Linked DNA regions of Mus musculus: region 2 is linked to region 1. The links are chromatin contacts, called in public HiChIP or PLAC-seq maps. All regions are on one chromosome and are shown on one strand. The core of a region is the stretch at or near the end of the contact, and the rest is flanking DNA. Distances in the headings are between cores, read along the strand shown.

Region 1 (7,593 bases), core at 1,470-3,969:
CCTAAAAAGTGTGGTTCAGCCCCCCTGACTGATGGACACATTATCAGAGCTTTTTGTTGACTGAACGAGTGACCTTCACTCCCCCTGCTTACCTGCCGAGACTTCACCTACTCATCACTGTGCTGACATTCTGGCAGAATAAACTCATACTCGAAATGATCTGAAGGATCAGATCAGCCTTGGCCTGAGAGTTTGAGCTGGTACAGGGATGGCAGTAGCCTCGAGGTTGAAGGTAAGCGGAAGGCGGGGACAACAGTGCAGTGGTGGACAGAAAGCAAGTGATCTAGGCCAGCAGCCTCCCTAAAGGGACTTCAGCCCAGAAAGCTAAACTTGTGGCTTTGATACAAGCTCTATAAATGGTAAAAGAAAAGTCTACACTGACAGCAGGTATGCTTTTGCCACTGTACAGAGCAATATACAGACAAAGAGAGCTGTTGACATCTGCAGAGAAAGACCTAAGATGCTGTGGCTAAAAGAAATCAGATGACAAATCTAACCGTCAAACAGGCATCCTAAAGAGCAATGATCCTGACAGTCTGAAGACTATCAAGTTATAGACAAATTAAGACTGGTAAAAGAAACCCTGTATGAAATAGTAGAAACTGAAGAAAGAAAACTAGTCCTCTCATGAGAAGACAGACCTGACATCTACTGAAAAATAGACTTTACTGAGAAAAATATGTGTATGAATACCTTCTGGTTTTTGTGAACGTTCTCAAGATAGATAAAAGCTTTTCCTTGTAAATCTGAGACTGCTCAGATAGTCATCAAGAAGACTATTAAAAACATTTTTCCAAGGTTCCGAGTGCCAAAAGCAATAGTGTCAGATAATGGCCCTGCCTTTGTTGCCCAGGTAAGTCAGGGTGTGGCCAAGTATTTAGAGGTCAAATGAAAATTGTATTATGTGTACAGACCTCAGAACTCAGGACAGATAGAAATAATGAATAAAACTCTAAACAGACCTTGACAAAATTAATCCTAGAGACTGACACAGACTTACTTGGTGCTCCTTCCCCTTGCCCTGTTTAGAACTGAGAATACTCCCTCTTGATTCAGTTTTACTCTTTTTGAGATCCTTTATGGGGCTCCTATGCCCATCACTGTCTTAAATGATGTGTTTAAACCTATGTTGTTATAATAATGATCTGTATGCTAAGTTAAAAGGCTTGCAGGTGGTGCAGAAAAAAGTCTGGTCACAACTGGCTACAGTGAACGAGCCGGGTACCCCAAAGACATCTCACCAGTTCCAGCCAGAGATCTGATCTACGTACACCTGCGTCATGCTGAGACCCTCAAGCCTCACTAGATGGGTCCCTGCCTAGTTCTGTTTACTAATCCGTCTTATTCTGTTTTTGTTCCCATGTTAAAGATAGAGTAAATGCAGTATTCTCCACATAGAGATATAGACTTCTGAAATTCTAAGATTAGAATTACTTAGTAGAAGAAGAGGGGAATGAAAGAAAGATGAAATTTCAAGACCTGTAAGTCATATAAAGTACTCAGAAATTGCTGGTTGTTTGTGAGCCTAGAGGCTGCCTGGGGCTGAGAAAAGAGAAAAACAAACCTGGGTATGCCTCGTAGTTAAAACATTCCTGGGAACATCTTGACCATAAGATAAAGGGGACTGTGAAGACATAGCAGGGCTATCTGAACTGAGTCAACAACTCACAGAACTCTGACACCCTGCTCGTACATGTAATTTTTCTGTTAATGTTTGAATAAGCCAATAGTGTGTCGCTATGCTGAATTCCACACCCCTAAGCCCCTTACCCCATAAAACCCCCTAGCTTTCGAGCCTCGTGGCTGGCATCCGTTATCTCCTGTGTGGGATACATGTCGGTCTGGAGCTCCATAATTAAACGTCCTCATGTAATTACAACAAGATGGGTCCTCGTGTTTCTTTGGGTGCTCTCACACTCCCAAGACTAGAGTGGGGGTCCCCGAAAGGGGGTCTTACACAGACCACTGTGAAAGATGTCTAGTGTTGAGTTCTTACGAGGCAGTTCACATTATCAACTACATGCTGTAAGTGATAAAGCAGAGAACACTCAAGGACCCAAGTTCAGAAATCCAACAGGGTACACTGACTGGCCCGGCTAGTTTTAAGTCAACTTGATACAAGCTCCAGCTTGTATCTGAAAGGAGGGGATCTCAACTGATAAAATGCTTCCACAAGATCCAGCTGTAAGGCATTTTCTTAATTACTGATTGAGAGGTGACAGCCCAGCCCATGAGAAAGCAGGCTGGGTGAGCCAGTCAGCACCACCCCTCCATGGCCTCTGCATTGGCTCCTGCTTACAGGTTCCCACCCTGTTTGAGTTCCTACCCTGACTTTTCTCAGTGCTGGACTGTTACCTGGAAATATAGGATGAAATAAACCCGATTCTCCCCCAGGTTGCTTTGGTCATGGTGTTTCATCATAGCAAGAGTCAGCAATCCTAACAAGGACACTGACTCAAGCTATGCCCCTAACCACTAAGCTAGAAGCTGCTCATGAAATCAGATTTCTATATCGAGAAATGTTTTTCCTAATTTCAAAAGTCGGTGCAGTGACGAGAAAACACGGGAACCATGGGACTGCTGGACAATGAGGTTCTGCAACACATTCTGCAAGAGCAACCAGGAAAACAAAACAAGCAATGCCCTTGTTTAGCAGCTCACTGGCCGCACCAGCAAGAGAAGCGACACAGGTGGTGTCTGTCCTAGAGAAAATGAAACAGCTAGGCCTCAGGCTCTGACAGGCCACAGGGCGGGGCCTCTGTGGGGTCTGATCTGCCAAGCTACTGATATACAGTAAAGAACTGGCAAGTCCCCAAACTACAAAATCCTCAGAAGGAATTGGGAACCACTGCCATTTAAAGCAAGGACAGAGGCTCAGCAGAGTCCCATCGTCACTGTGTCAGTGTGACATGGCAAAGCACCCACTTTGGATATGATGCTCAGACTGTAAGAGGTAGAAAAGCAGGCAGATTCAGGGATGGAGTACTCGGCAAAGCTGAGGAAACGGTGCTTCCTTCCTTGGGTGGTTTTACCAGGGCATAGGAACAAAAGGCAGGCCACGCCAGGTCTGAATGAACCAGAGGTCTTGGGCCTGAGTCTGAAGTATGTTTCTCTGCTGGATTATGGATACATGACTTAGAATAAGTGACAAGGCCTTCGAGCCTCATTCCCCCACATGCCAGACACGACTGACATCAAAGCCTAGGATACAGAAAGGCTGTGGAGATGCTATGTATCCCAGTAAAAGCCTTCCCTTTCTTAGCTACCCACACCAAGTTTTACTGGCAAAGGTGGGGAGAAAAGAAGAGACCCGGAAGTGCATTCAGCTCTGAGAGAAGATGAGGCCTGTAGCAGTGAATTAGTTAAACCGCTCTGGTTCCCAGTGAGCTAAACTAAGGCAGAGCATTAGAACCAGTTCCCATCAGAACCCCATGCCCGTATCTGGGATGAGTCACCTGTACAGAGCGCCCCTTCATCAGCCCTCGTCTGAGCACCAGGCAGGCAGCATCCTCATCTCTGACTGAGGTCCGCTTCTCTGCAAAGGCCAGGAAGGTGTGGGTGGGAGGAAGGTACAGCAGGGCTGGGATCCGGTAGGTCACCCCACTCTGTTCTTCCTGCTGGAACAGGGTGCTGCTGAGGGAGTAGGGTGGGACTTCCTCCATGGCTTCTGTAAGGACAGGAAACAGTTCAGTGTGGGTCTGCATACAGGTTCCTGCTCATTTCATTGCCGAGGGCACACAGCGGGTACTTGAATGTCTACTTCTTCAGATAAAGAGAACATCATAGCATCAACTGCCCAAAGCAGATATCATGCACCCTCATGCAACAACTCTGTTCTCTAGATACGTCCATTGGGTTCCCAGGTTACTCAAATTAATTTGAGTAACATTCGAGATTAACAAAGCACCAGGAAAGCTTTCTCCCCATCCTGAAGCCTCAGAAAAAAGACAGCCTGCTTTCTCATCTGTGCCAGTAAGAGGGCTTTGTCCTCTAGTCACTGTGTGAGGGGTGCACACAACAGAGGGTGGAGATTCTCAAGGGACGCATCTTGGTGCTGTGATCTCAGTTCTGGGTGGTCTAATGCATGTAGACCTGTAGCTTTGGCTGGGGTGACAAGTGTGTTAAAAGCCACACTCTTGCATGTGACCCGCTGTGTGTAGCTCAAGGGATTGCTACTCTGGCTCTGGGTTTGCTCTTACTCTCAGCCCCTTGGAGATTATTTTTTTTTTCCGCAAATTCAGCTACATGGGTCTTTGTGAAAGTCTAGCTGCCATTTGCTAGGCTAGCAGGTCTGTGACACTAATAGTAGAAGCCTCCAGAAACTGAAATAGCCCAAAAGCCCCACTCCCCAGAGGCCACAAAAGGGACTCAGGCCAAACAGAAAAAAATAAACTTTAAGATTTAAGCTTCTTTCAAATTATCTGTTATCCAATGCCCATATTCAAACAATTTATACAAGAAAGGAAGGAAGGAAGGAAGGAAGGAAGGGAGGAAGGGAGGAAGGAAGGAAGGGAGAGAGAGAGGGAGAGAGAAAGAAAAGAAAGGAAAAGAAAATAAAGAAAAGGAAGAAAGGAAGGAAGGAAGAAAGAGAGAAAGAAAGAAAGAAAGAAAGAAAGAAAGAAAGAAAGAAAGAAAGAAAGAAAGAAAGAAAGAAAGGGAGGAGGGAGAAAGGGAAGAAGGGAAGAAAGAATGAAGAAAGGAAGGAAGGAAGGAAGGAAGGAAGGAAGGAAGGAAGGAAGGAAGGAAGGAATCCATAAGAGCTAGGCCAATAAATCCTCCCTCAGTATTTATTCAATAAACATTTCTGGGCCTACATATATTAGGCCCTTACACTGGTGTTGAGGAGACACCTGTTCTCAAGGTTAGAACGAATGAGGGGGGAGATACACACAAAGATAGATATGAAGCAGTGAGCATTGTCTTAGAGATAAACAACAAGCGCAAATAGCAAAGACACAGCTGTGCAGCTCAAAGCCCCAGCAAAAGACCTTCTGAGAGGGTAACACTGGGCCAAGCTAGCTACCTACTCTGCCTGGGACATTCTTTTTCAGATAGTCACACAATTCCCTACCTCACTTCCCTAAGTTCTGGTCAAACCTCATCTACTACCTCCCCTCCCGAAGCTGTGCGCAGATATCATCCAGTCGCTGGGCTGTTATCTGACAACGGCTTGCCGCCTCTGTGCCTTGTTCCCTGCTTGTTTCCCCACAGGACTTCTCACTCTCGGAGGTCTCCCATAGCGTACATACTCAATGCATGCTACAAAATAAAAGATCCACGGTATCAGGTCCCAACACCCCAAGATGGCAGTCTGTGCTCATCCCAGGCTGGACTCTAACCCAGTGAACACTCAGTGCTCCTCAGAAACCTTGTAAAGTGTGTTTCTGTTTGCCAGGAAAAGCCATTACGCTCTTATCTTCTCCTACAGGCCCGTAATCTCTGGAGAGGGCCTCTAGTTTCTACTAAACCAAACAGGCTTCCAGCAGATCAGAGGCCCCACAATAGTTCCCAGGCTATTCCAGCTAACCTGCCCTCCTTCCGTCAGGCGGGACTCTCCCACCATATCTGCTATCTTTCCTGCTCCCGTAGTTCTGGCTATCACCGGTCTGCTCCTCTCTCTCTCTGCCTTTTCTCTGCTAACCCAGGGGACCCTCAGCATTCCTCAGTCACCTTCTAGAGTGGGCTTCCATCTGTCAGTAAAGGCCACTACTTTATCTTCTCCTACAGCCCCCCCAAATCTCTGAAGAGGTTGCCACCTGTGTGGCTTCCTCACTGCACCCCTCAATTACACATGGGAATTATCTCCTCACCTAGAACCAGGCGTGGTCCGTGATAGGCTCTGGCTCGGATTTGCTGGCTGAGTGAGTGCAGGGATAGATGAACTGGAATATAGAGAGTGAAGATCTCTCTATATGGGTCAGCCAAGCGATGGGGCAAGAAGCAGCGAGCTTGCGGGTTTGGGTAACAGACAACAGTGAGCTGTGGGCGCTTTCAGTCGGCTAGTGTGACTGTGGTGAGGGGCGTGAAAGACCTGTGAGCAAAGACGGGACTAAGTTGACCAGCAGAGCTAGATCCCGACAAACCCGTCACCTTATTGTGGTATCCATCCTACAGACAGGGAGCCACCGTAGAGTTTCTGACAGGAAAATCGGTCAGTTTAGACCAGTCTCTCAGGCAGCTTTCTGGGTAATGAGATACGGGGGAATGTTGCACTGCGTCGGTCTGCAGCCTGAGTCAAGCAAGAGAAACTGGAACGTACGAATGACTCAATGGATCATTACATTGAGACAATGGTGGTTCACTACTGTGAGAAGAGTGAGAGAAGTGGCCTCTGAGTCAAGAAAAGCTGCCCTTCCTTCCAGGCTGGGACTTGTACCACTTAATCAAACGACTGGGTGGACTGTCTTGTCGGCATGTTAGAGCATGCCTGTGCGCCACAGTCCAGCTCTCTCCTTCCATGCACCACTGGGCTGGCTCTATTCTAAGGATGCCTGTCTCTGAGTCCCACTTCGGGCAGTGCATAATGAAAGGCATAGCTTAGAGTACTTAACAGCTTTTACTGCTTGCAGATCCTCATCTATAAAATGAATTCAGTTCTACATAAAAAGAACAAATAAGCCTGAAGTAGCTGTTACAAAGCCTATTGCACAAGACATGGCAGTCACTATATCACTATTTTTCAGTTATAAATTGAAATAATAAATAAATCATTAATTTTCCCCCCTAAACAATGTCTTACTTTGTATCCCAGACTGACCTTGACTTGTTATCCTAGAACCTTAGGCTCCTGAGTGTTAGTTAGTTTGTGCCACCATGCCAAACAGGGCACATTATTTCTGACTCCTGAAACTGATGTAGAACAGTAGTCATGTACTATATACAATGTAATACTAGACTGAATATGTGTGTGTGTGTGTGTGTGTGTGTGTGTGTGTGTGTGGTGGTCCCACAGATTCTAATTGTGTTAAAGTTCCCATCACCCACAGACATCTTAGACACCAGTATCACAGCCCAGACATATAACACGTTTGTGATGTCAGTCATATACAAATATCTATGTACAGCTCATACAACTTGAAATGACAAAAAGCTACTTTACTGGCTTGCAATCATTCATTAGACTACACTTTGTTATTATCTTGGAATACAAACTTACAAACATTTACAGTGAAACAGCATATTACCTTAGCTGGCAGCAGCCTCACACAATCCATGCTTTCAGAATCTCTTGACACCATTTTTTCTTGTGTTTGACTTCATTTCATGTTTCACTCATCATGGCTCCAGCCGCAATAGGCATATATATGGAATATATATATATATATATATATATATATATATATATATATATATATTCTCCATACAGCCTAGCTGAGCCATACGATGTGCATACACACTGATGAAGTTCTCACAATGAAACCACATCATTGTTGTGTTCTCAGTACCAAGCCCCATCATTAAGCACTGCATTATTCTATCAATTACAACCTCCTCTTAGCACCTGGGCTGGTCTTGAACTTGTGATTCTCATGCCCCAGCCTCCTGAGTGCTTGGATTAACAGGAGCCAGGCCCCATGACTGGCTCTCATTTGT
Region 2 (7,593 bases), core at 2,490-4,989, 89 kb after region 1:
AAACATGATTTGTGAGACTTCTTTCTTTTTAAATCTATTTAAACTTGCTTTGAGGTTCCCTGCAAAATTGATGATTGTCCCATAAGCTCGTAAAGCAACATGTAGTTGCAGCTGTGGAGACAGTGTGATGAATGTCAGGCAAGATAAAATATTGGCAGGGTCACTACTAGTCTTGCTTATCAGCTACTGACAGCAGTGTATTCAGATATCTCCTCATGGATCTGGGGAGATGACTCAGTAAGTCGCTTGCCACACAAGCATGAGGACCTGAGTTCATATACCCAGCACCCACAGAAAAGCCAGCTGAGGCAGCAGACACTTGTAACCCCGGGGTGCTGGAGAAGAGCCACTACAAGTGGGTCCTAGGGCCTTGCTGGTCAGCCAGGCCGGCTGGAACAGATTCAGGCTCATGGAGAGACCCTATCTCAAAAGTAAAGTAGATGAGAAAGGAAGATGCAGAAGCTGACATCTGGCCTCGACACGCACATGTGCAGGCAAGCACACCCACATAGGTGCACACCACACACAAAAAGAAAGATCCACTCATGGCTGTGGATTTGTTCCTTTCTACCTTCAGCTCTGTCCCTTTGGACTTCAGTGATTCCTTACAACCCTTAGCTTGTGGGTCTTTAAAGCATGTGCAGCCCTGGCAGGGAGCACGGCTGAGACAGTGTCCCACTGTCTGGAGATGCTCCACTTTACTGAGAGCTCCTTGGGACTGCTCTGAGACCAGTGTTCTCTGCCTGCTTCAGGACAGCTGGGACCGTGGAAGGCCCACATGTCCTTTCTGGGGTTGTGGTGACACTCCTTCCATCTTCTGTGCCCTTGCCATGGCTGCTGATCTTCTGTGTGACAGCTGACTCCCACCATCGTGGTTATCTCTGCACCAGTGATCTGTTATAGACCACCAGGACACATTTTGTTTAGTGCTAGGCTTTCTTTTACCCACTCTTGTATCCTTAGCTTTCAAAATAACATGATGCATGGCAAGCACACAGCAAGTGTTTGTGGGTGCTGTTGGTGGGTGCTGTTTGTGGGTGCTGTTTGTGTCCCATCACAGACACTGCTGCGTGCGTTGAAATTAGGGTTTGGTTTATCAGAGGTGCAAGTTTTCAAAGCCAATTCTACCTCCAAACAGAACTTCTCCCCTAAGATGTTTACTAAGAAATGTTGTGTCAAGTGCAAAACTCAAATTTTACTTTTAACCACTATTTATTTAGCTCATAGGTTTGGCAGTTATAGTGTCTTTAATCCAGTGAGGCTGGGTGGAAATCACTTTAACCCAGTGAGGTTGGGCAGAAACCAAAGGTTATCCCTAGAACCGGACCGTGTCCCTGACATCATTTGACTCACCTCATAGGGAGCAGGCTAGTCTGAGCCAGATTCTGCTTGCCAGTAAATCAGAAAGAACCCTGCATCATGCCTTTGAGCTAGGGCTTGGTATCACAGAACAGAACATAAGACACACCCTGCCTGTCACTCAAGATGCCACTCCTTATTTTAGTTATAAACAGGGTCTTGACTGAATTCATTTATATTTCTACTCCTGCGTTTGTAGAACTTACCTCTCCCTGCCTGGTTTGCCCACAGAGGCTTTGTGCCACCCTGGGCCACCCTGACACACACACCATAGGTAGATTAGGCCTCCTCTGAACCACAGCTTTTTGTAATGTGTTTTCAGCGTTGACGATTAAACCTTGAACCTCTCACATCCACCAAGTCACATTCCCAAACCCAGTCATTTTGTTTTAAGGGCCAGACCATATATGTATACACACTTATATTGTCTACATAGCTCTGCAAAGGCAATATGAACACAAAGGGGAAGATGGTGATCTATTGAAATGTGGGTGAACTGAGTTTGCCACCTCTGGTCTTGGCACAGCCTCTGGACTGAATGACTTTTACATTTTCATGTGCATTCAACAAGGATAGCATTTCATGAAATATTTACAATATGAGGAATCAAATTTCAGAGACATAAATAAAGTTTTCATGGAAAAGAAACACTTGGGCTCTTTGCTTATGAACCGCCCAGGGCTGCTTTGAGGTTATACGAGCAGGCCTGAGTCAAGAGCAGAGACTCTGTGTCCCAGTCCTTACCACCAGGCTCTTGACAGGAAGGCTTGGTGGCCCATGCTCTACACTCGGAGCTCTAGAGGATCAAGTGCTGGGCTGGCAGAGGGAGACCCATGAGAGATGCCATTTGCTTCAGGAGCCAAACTTTTGTGTCTGTCCTTACCTTCTGTCTTTGGGTTTCCATTACTGTGAAGAGACACCATATAATTGGGGCTGGCTTACAGTTTCAGAGATTTAGTCTATTATTGTCATGGCAGGAAGCATGGCAGCACCCAGGCACACTTCTAGAGAGTTTCCTAGAAGGAGCTGAGAGTTCTACATCTTGATCTGAAGGCACCCACAAGGAGATTCCCTTCTGTAGGCAGCTAGGAGGAGGGTCTTTTTTTACACTTGGCAGAGCCTGAGCACTAAGAGACACAAAGCCCACCTACCCAGAGACACACTTCCTCCAACAAGGCCATACCTCTTAATAGTGCCACTTCCCATTGGCCAAGCATGTTTAGACCACCACACCCTCTCACCCTTGTGCCTGAATCCAATCCCACTCTGGGCTCCTCTGATGCCAATAGCCCTGATTCCCCTCTACTGTTATCCCCATGTTCTTGTTACTCTACTCAACAATGAGTGTGTGATTTTTGTCATGTAGAGTCTGGCCTGACAACCTACAGGCTAAGTACACAGGGGCACAGTAGCTCCTGCCTTCCCGCCATCCATGGCATGTCCCTTGTGCTCAACTTTATCCCATTGACCGTCTTCATTGGGTATATTGATGCCTGGGACTGATGGGAAGGAGAGGCCAGAAGTGTTGCTGATGGAATGCTGGAGTGTGCAGGCTTGCTGTAAGGAGGACTAGTTACATACAAAGTCAGTGCTGTGCCAGCCCTTGAGGCTCTTTCAGAGAAATGCTTTTGATTAATTGGTCATCAGTGGCCTTGATGCTTTCATATCCAGTGTAGATAAGTGATTTTTAACTATTAAAAATGCAGCAATGGGGGCTGGAAAGGTGGCTCAGCTGTTAAGAGCACTGGCTACTCTTCCCGAGGACCCAGGTTCAGTTCCTAGCACCCTTGTGGTAACTCACAACCAAGTGTAATCTAACACCAATTCCAGAGAGATCCACTGCCCTCTTCTGGCCTCTGAGGTCACTGTACACATGTGGTGCAGACATGTGCAGGCAAAACACCCATACACATAAAATAATAACAATTATTTTTAAAGCGTGAAGCAGTTGTGGCAGGATTTGTGAACAGGAGGGCAAAGTGTTCTGGGCCTGCGCAGGCAATGGTGTGGGGATCGGGTGTTGCCTACTGTCTATCACTCCCTCCCCATCTGCTCTGCAGCCCATCCTTGCTAGCCAGCCTCTCCCACCTGGGTGGGGAGCATCCAGTAACATGTCTCCTGTGCTTTTCCAGATCGCAAAGGAGGATGCCGTCCTGCCAGCAGCTCTCTTCCCCTCCCTCTGTGAGCTTGTCTTCCATAACAACCCTTTGGTAGCACACACACGAGGTATGGTGGCCACATGTCTGTCCCCCAACCCAGTGTTCAGTGTTAGCCCTAGAACTTTGATTCTCGACTCTTAGGTGAAAGTGGGGACACGCTGGTGGGGAGTGAGAGGTGGGGTGGGAAGAAGAGGAAGGCTCAGCGACCCTGGAGAATGTAGGACACAGCTGGCATTGCTGGGCACCTGCTCTGCACCTGCTTGCCCTGACAGCAACTGTGGTGAGCAGGCATTAACCTCAAGAACCTTGGTGGAAACCAAAGCTCACAGCAGTCATGATCTGCTCATGGTCACTCCAGAAAAAAGCTGGGACTTTTGAATCCTCGAGCCCTTACTCCAGCTCTTTAGGCTGCACCCTGGTTGTAGAGCAGGTCTGTGTGGTCTCATCTCCATTTCTCATCTGGGGTTGGCCCAGCTGCTGGACTAGCTCTGCCAAGCAGCCTGAATGCAGTTTTGTTGTGGTGCCCACCGTCTCCTGGCCAAGACCTAACAGCTGGAGGTACATTGGAGTCCTGGGCTTGCTGTGACAACAGTGGAAGTGCTAAGTCTGGCTAACTTTGTTACCTTAGCCTGTCTATCAACTTTCCTTGCTTATAGAAGGAGAACGATATGGCACCTACTTCCTAGAGTTGAAAGGAGAATACAATTACATTAACACAGGCAAAGCAATCTGAACAATGCCAGACACACAGTAAGCCCCAGGAGACACTAGTTAATTGTCATCTTATTTTCCTTCATACCAGGGATCCCACCACTGCTGAAAAGCTTCCTCCAGGATCGCCTGGGCATCCGCTTAGTTCGAAAGAAACTGGTAAAACCTAAACACCATATGTTGATGCCTCGGAAGGAGTCACGGAAGGTAAGCCTTCCAACAGGACCTTGGCCTCGGAGAAATGGGAGCCTGGTTTAACATGCACTCAACTGGGCATGAGAGCCCTGCTCCCCAGCCAAACCTGGACCCTCTCCATCGGCTCCAGTGCCTTCTCCTTTTCTTGTTAAACATTGGAGCAGGGGTGATAAGACGAAGAGCCCCAGCAAGAGGAGGGTAGACAGAGAGCCTTGGCGGTCACTAAGTCAGTGACCTCCTAATTCTCACAGAGAAACTAAGGGCTCGAGAAGTAGGGAGGAACCAACCTTGAAGTTGGAAGACCCATCACTGTCCATAGTTGTCTGGACTAGGCAAGAGTTTAGATTTTTGAGCCGCTGTTATTTTAGCTCCTCTGGAGCCTCCCAGAGCTCCTGAAAGGGATGGATGGAAGGAGACATGAAGCTGGATTACAGAGCCCAAGTCCTTAGCCACACGAGTTCCTGACACAAGTTACAGCTCAGACAGCAGGACCAGAAGCACAGGCGGCCTGATTCCTCTCACGCCTGCATCTCCTAGGCTGGCCTCGCAGGCCGTCAATTAGTAATTACCATCCTCTTGATCTGAAGAAATTAAAAAAATCTTTGAGAAGCTCCTGTCTTCTAGCTCAGACACTGATGGACCCCAAAGGTAGACACATCTGTCCCTTGCTCCATCCGCTCTGCTGCAGCTCTGTCCAACCAGGCTCTTAAGCCCTCAGAGGAGCACAGCAAGGGTTTAAAGCCAGAAATAGAAAGTCCTAGGGTTTCCCTTGCCTGCTCTGAGGATCTGCCACATCCCTGCCTGTCTGCCATCTGGGGAGGCGATGCTCATGAGCTAGGTGCTCAGTACAGGCCTCTTAAGGCACTCTGTGGCCAGCACTCTGCGGAGCTCACACACCTCTGCCCTTGCTTACCTCCTGAGAAAACAGGCTCAGAATAGTGCACCAGCTCACTAGATACGTGTGCTGGACTTAGGGTGGCCCCTACCCTAACCCTGTCATCCTGTTCAGGGTCCTGAGTAGCTGAGATATTAATATTAGTAAACACAAGCACCAGCTTGCAGGAAACAAAACAGTAGTGGGCACATCTACAGTTGACCCACCACTTGACCCCAGAACATGGCTTAGGCCTGACACTAGCTGGGGATAGCCTTAGTGCAGAAGAGACAAAGGTTCCAGGCCATGCGTGCCCTTGTACGCAGTCATGGGCAGGTAGAGAGAATGGAGAACACACTTGGTGGGCTTCTCCCTGTGAGGACACAAGAGGCAGATGGACCAGACTAGTCCTGAGGGCAGGGGCTCAGGCCACCAGTGAGCCAGGGATGGAGAGTGTCAATTCACCCTGTGAGAAGGAATAAGGAAGTAAGGTAGGATTAAGATGCAGCCCCCCATCTCCCTCCTGGCAAGGACTTCCCCCTGTGACAGGTTTTGATGAACGTCCACACCCTTCAGGCTTCCATCTAAAACATGGACTCTACACATATCAAAAGGAAAACATTCTCTTAAAATGAGATTGATTTTGTTCCTCGGGTGTTGGATCTGGGTAGGTGTGTGTGTTTGGGGGGGGGGGGTCCTGCCCTGGTGGTAGGAGTAAGCAGCTACCAGGGATCCAACTGGGTCTCAGCCTGCATGTTCCTAAGTACAGTGCCCATGGCTTTCTATTCTGCTAGTCAGTCTGCTTGCACACACACACACACAGCCCCCACTCCCCCAGGGAGTCAGCACAGGAGGGATGGTGAGAGGCCCTGCCAGTTGAGGAAGTAATTCCACAGCTTCTGAGAAATTTGGCTCAGGAAAAGAAGGGCCACTCCCACCCACTCTAGGGCTCCCTGAGGAAAGCAAGCGGCATCCTGGTGAACCCTGAAGAGATGCTGCCAAGAACAGAGTGAGGCCTAGAGTCCAGGCCTCCAGGCAGAAGGGGCGGACTATGTCACTGACTGGGAGTCAGTGCCCGGGAGACAGGGTTCATGTTCCTTTGGTAATTTACCAAATTTACACTGCATGACAGAGCCCATGTGGAGGTCAGGAGATAACCTGTGGGAGCCAGTTCTCTCCTTCCAAGGTGTGAAACACAGGGGTCAAACTCAGCTTGTCAGGTGGCAGCAAGAACCCTTCCACACTGAACCTCTGTGGTGGTGTGGAGCGACGCTGTGTTCTCCGTGAGCATGTGTGATTGCTCTCTGCCTCCCCAAACTGCTCCCACTATACAACCCATCTGAGGCTGGTAGGGCTAGAGAGCAAATCCAACACAGCTTTTCTCTCATCCAGGTGAAGACCTACATCCCCAAGGTGCCGAAGCATTCTCTGGTCCCCCATCACCTCAACATGATCACAGACAGTCCTCCATCAAGTCTTATGCCGGAGCCCGAGCACTCCACTGAAGACACTTCTCACGAGGCACTGTTTGCCAATGAGGGCCCAGAAGGCCCTTCCCTAACTCACCGGGCCTTTGTGCCGATGCCTCCCATCTGTTCCGACTCCACCGTTCACAGCGAGGCAGTGTCCCACCAGAGCCATACAGCCGGCCTCGTGAGCTCAGAGCACCCATCAGATGATGACGCCAAGAGTACGGAGTCCATCTTCCTGACCCAGGTGACAGCCCCCAGCTGCCTCCACCCCCAGCTGCTGTGCCCACAGGTTCCTGCAGCCCCTGAGCAACCTGCACTGCTGTGGATTGCCCAGGGCAGGCAGGAAAGCCCAGAGGAAGTGCAGCTCTCGGGCAGCCTCCTGAGAGGCTACTCAGGACACAATGTCCTGTGGCATACATAGGCAGCATCTCAGATCTCACTGGGACCTGGTGCTGACCAGTCTGCAGAGGCTTGTCACTACCTGTCCCTCTCTGCTAAAAGGTACCCCACTTGTCATGCTTCCCTGGGTCCTGGGAACACAGGTGGCTCAGATGCAGGTGCCGCCTTCGAGGTGCTTATGCTCCGATGGGGAATCTGGTAGGAGCAGAGCCTGCCATCAGTGCTGAGAATGGGAGAACCCAGGGACAAGAACCTGAGGAAGGCTGCCTCCGCCTTCCAGGAGGGTATGGGAGGGTGGAGTGAGCTGCACTTCTCAGGCTAGAAGAGGGACACGGTGGAATACGGGCAGAGAGAGCAAGGAATACGGGCCAGGGAAAAACTCAAGCGGGATGTTTAGAACCGTGAGTATTCACTGTCCGTGCAG

The links. HiChIP or PLAC-seq counts read pairs in DNA pulled down with a chosen protein or histone mark.
Region 2: an H3K27ac HiChIP or PLAC-seq map of double positive thymocytes shows a contact between it and region 1, with 2.3 times the contacts expected there. The contact joins two enhancer-like sites. A contact is called at or near these places in 2 of 484 Hi-C or Micro-C datasets (double positive thymocytes and embryonic stem cells), 4 of 115 datasets of contacts at active chromatin or transcription factors (bone marrow-derived macrophages, double positive thymocytes and embryonic stem cells) and 4 of 9 other capture datasets (adipose tissue, embryonic stem cells, liver and 1 more).

Annotation. Positions count from the first base shown.
Region 1 is chr7:99,819,867-99,827,459 of GRCm38.p6, forward strand. Neu3 (neuraminidase 3) reads right to left here. Exons shown (of 3, transcript NM_016720.2): 2 at 3,456-3,667. The coding sequence starts at 3,662. Among named protein-coding and RNA genes, the nearest start is that of Neu3, 4.8 kb to the right of the region's middle. Within about 2 kb of position 2,720, at least 38 of the 459 cell types and tissues checked have an H3K27ac peak or open chromatin away from gene starts, as enhancers often do. A contact at or near this core is called in double positive thymocytes, where this site is marked.
Region 2 is chr7:99,907,477-99,915,069 of GRCm38.p6, forward strand. It overlaps Xrra1 (X-ray radiation resistance associated 1), which reads left to right. Exons shown (of 19, transcript NM_001164258.1): 13 at 3,492-3,585; 14 at 4,321-4,436; 15 at 6,691-7,014. Among named protein-coding and RNA genes, the nearest start is that of Gm38405, 4.9 kb to the left of the region's middle. Within about 2 kb of position 3,740, at least 7 of the 459 cell types and tissues checked have an H3K27ac peak or open chromatin away from gene starts, as enhancers often do. A contact at or near this core is called in double positive thymocytes, where this site is marked.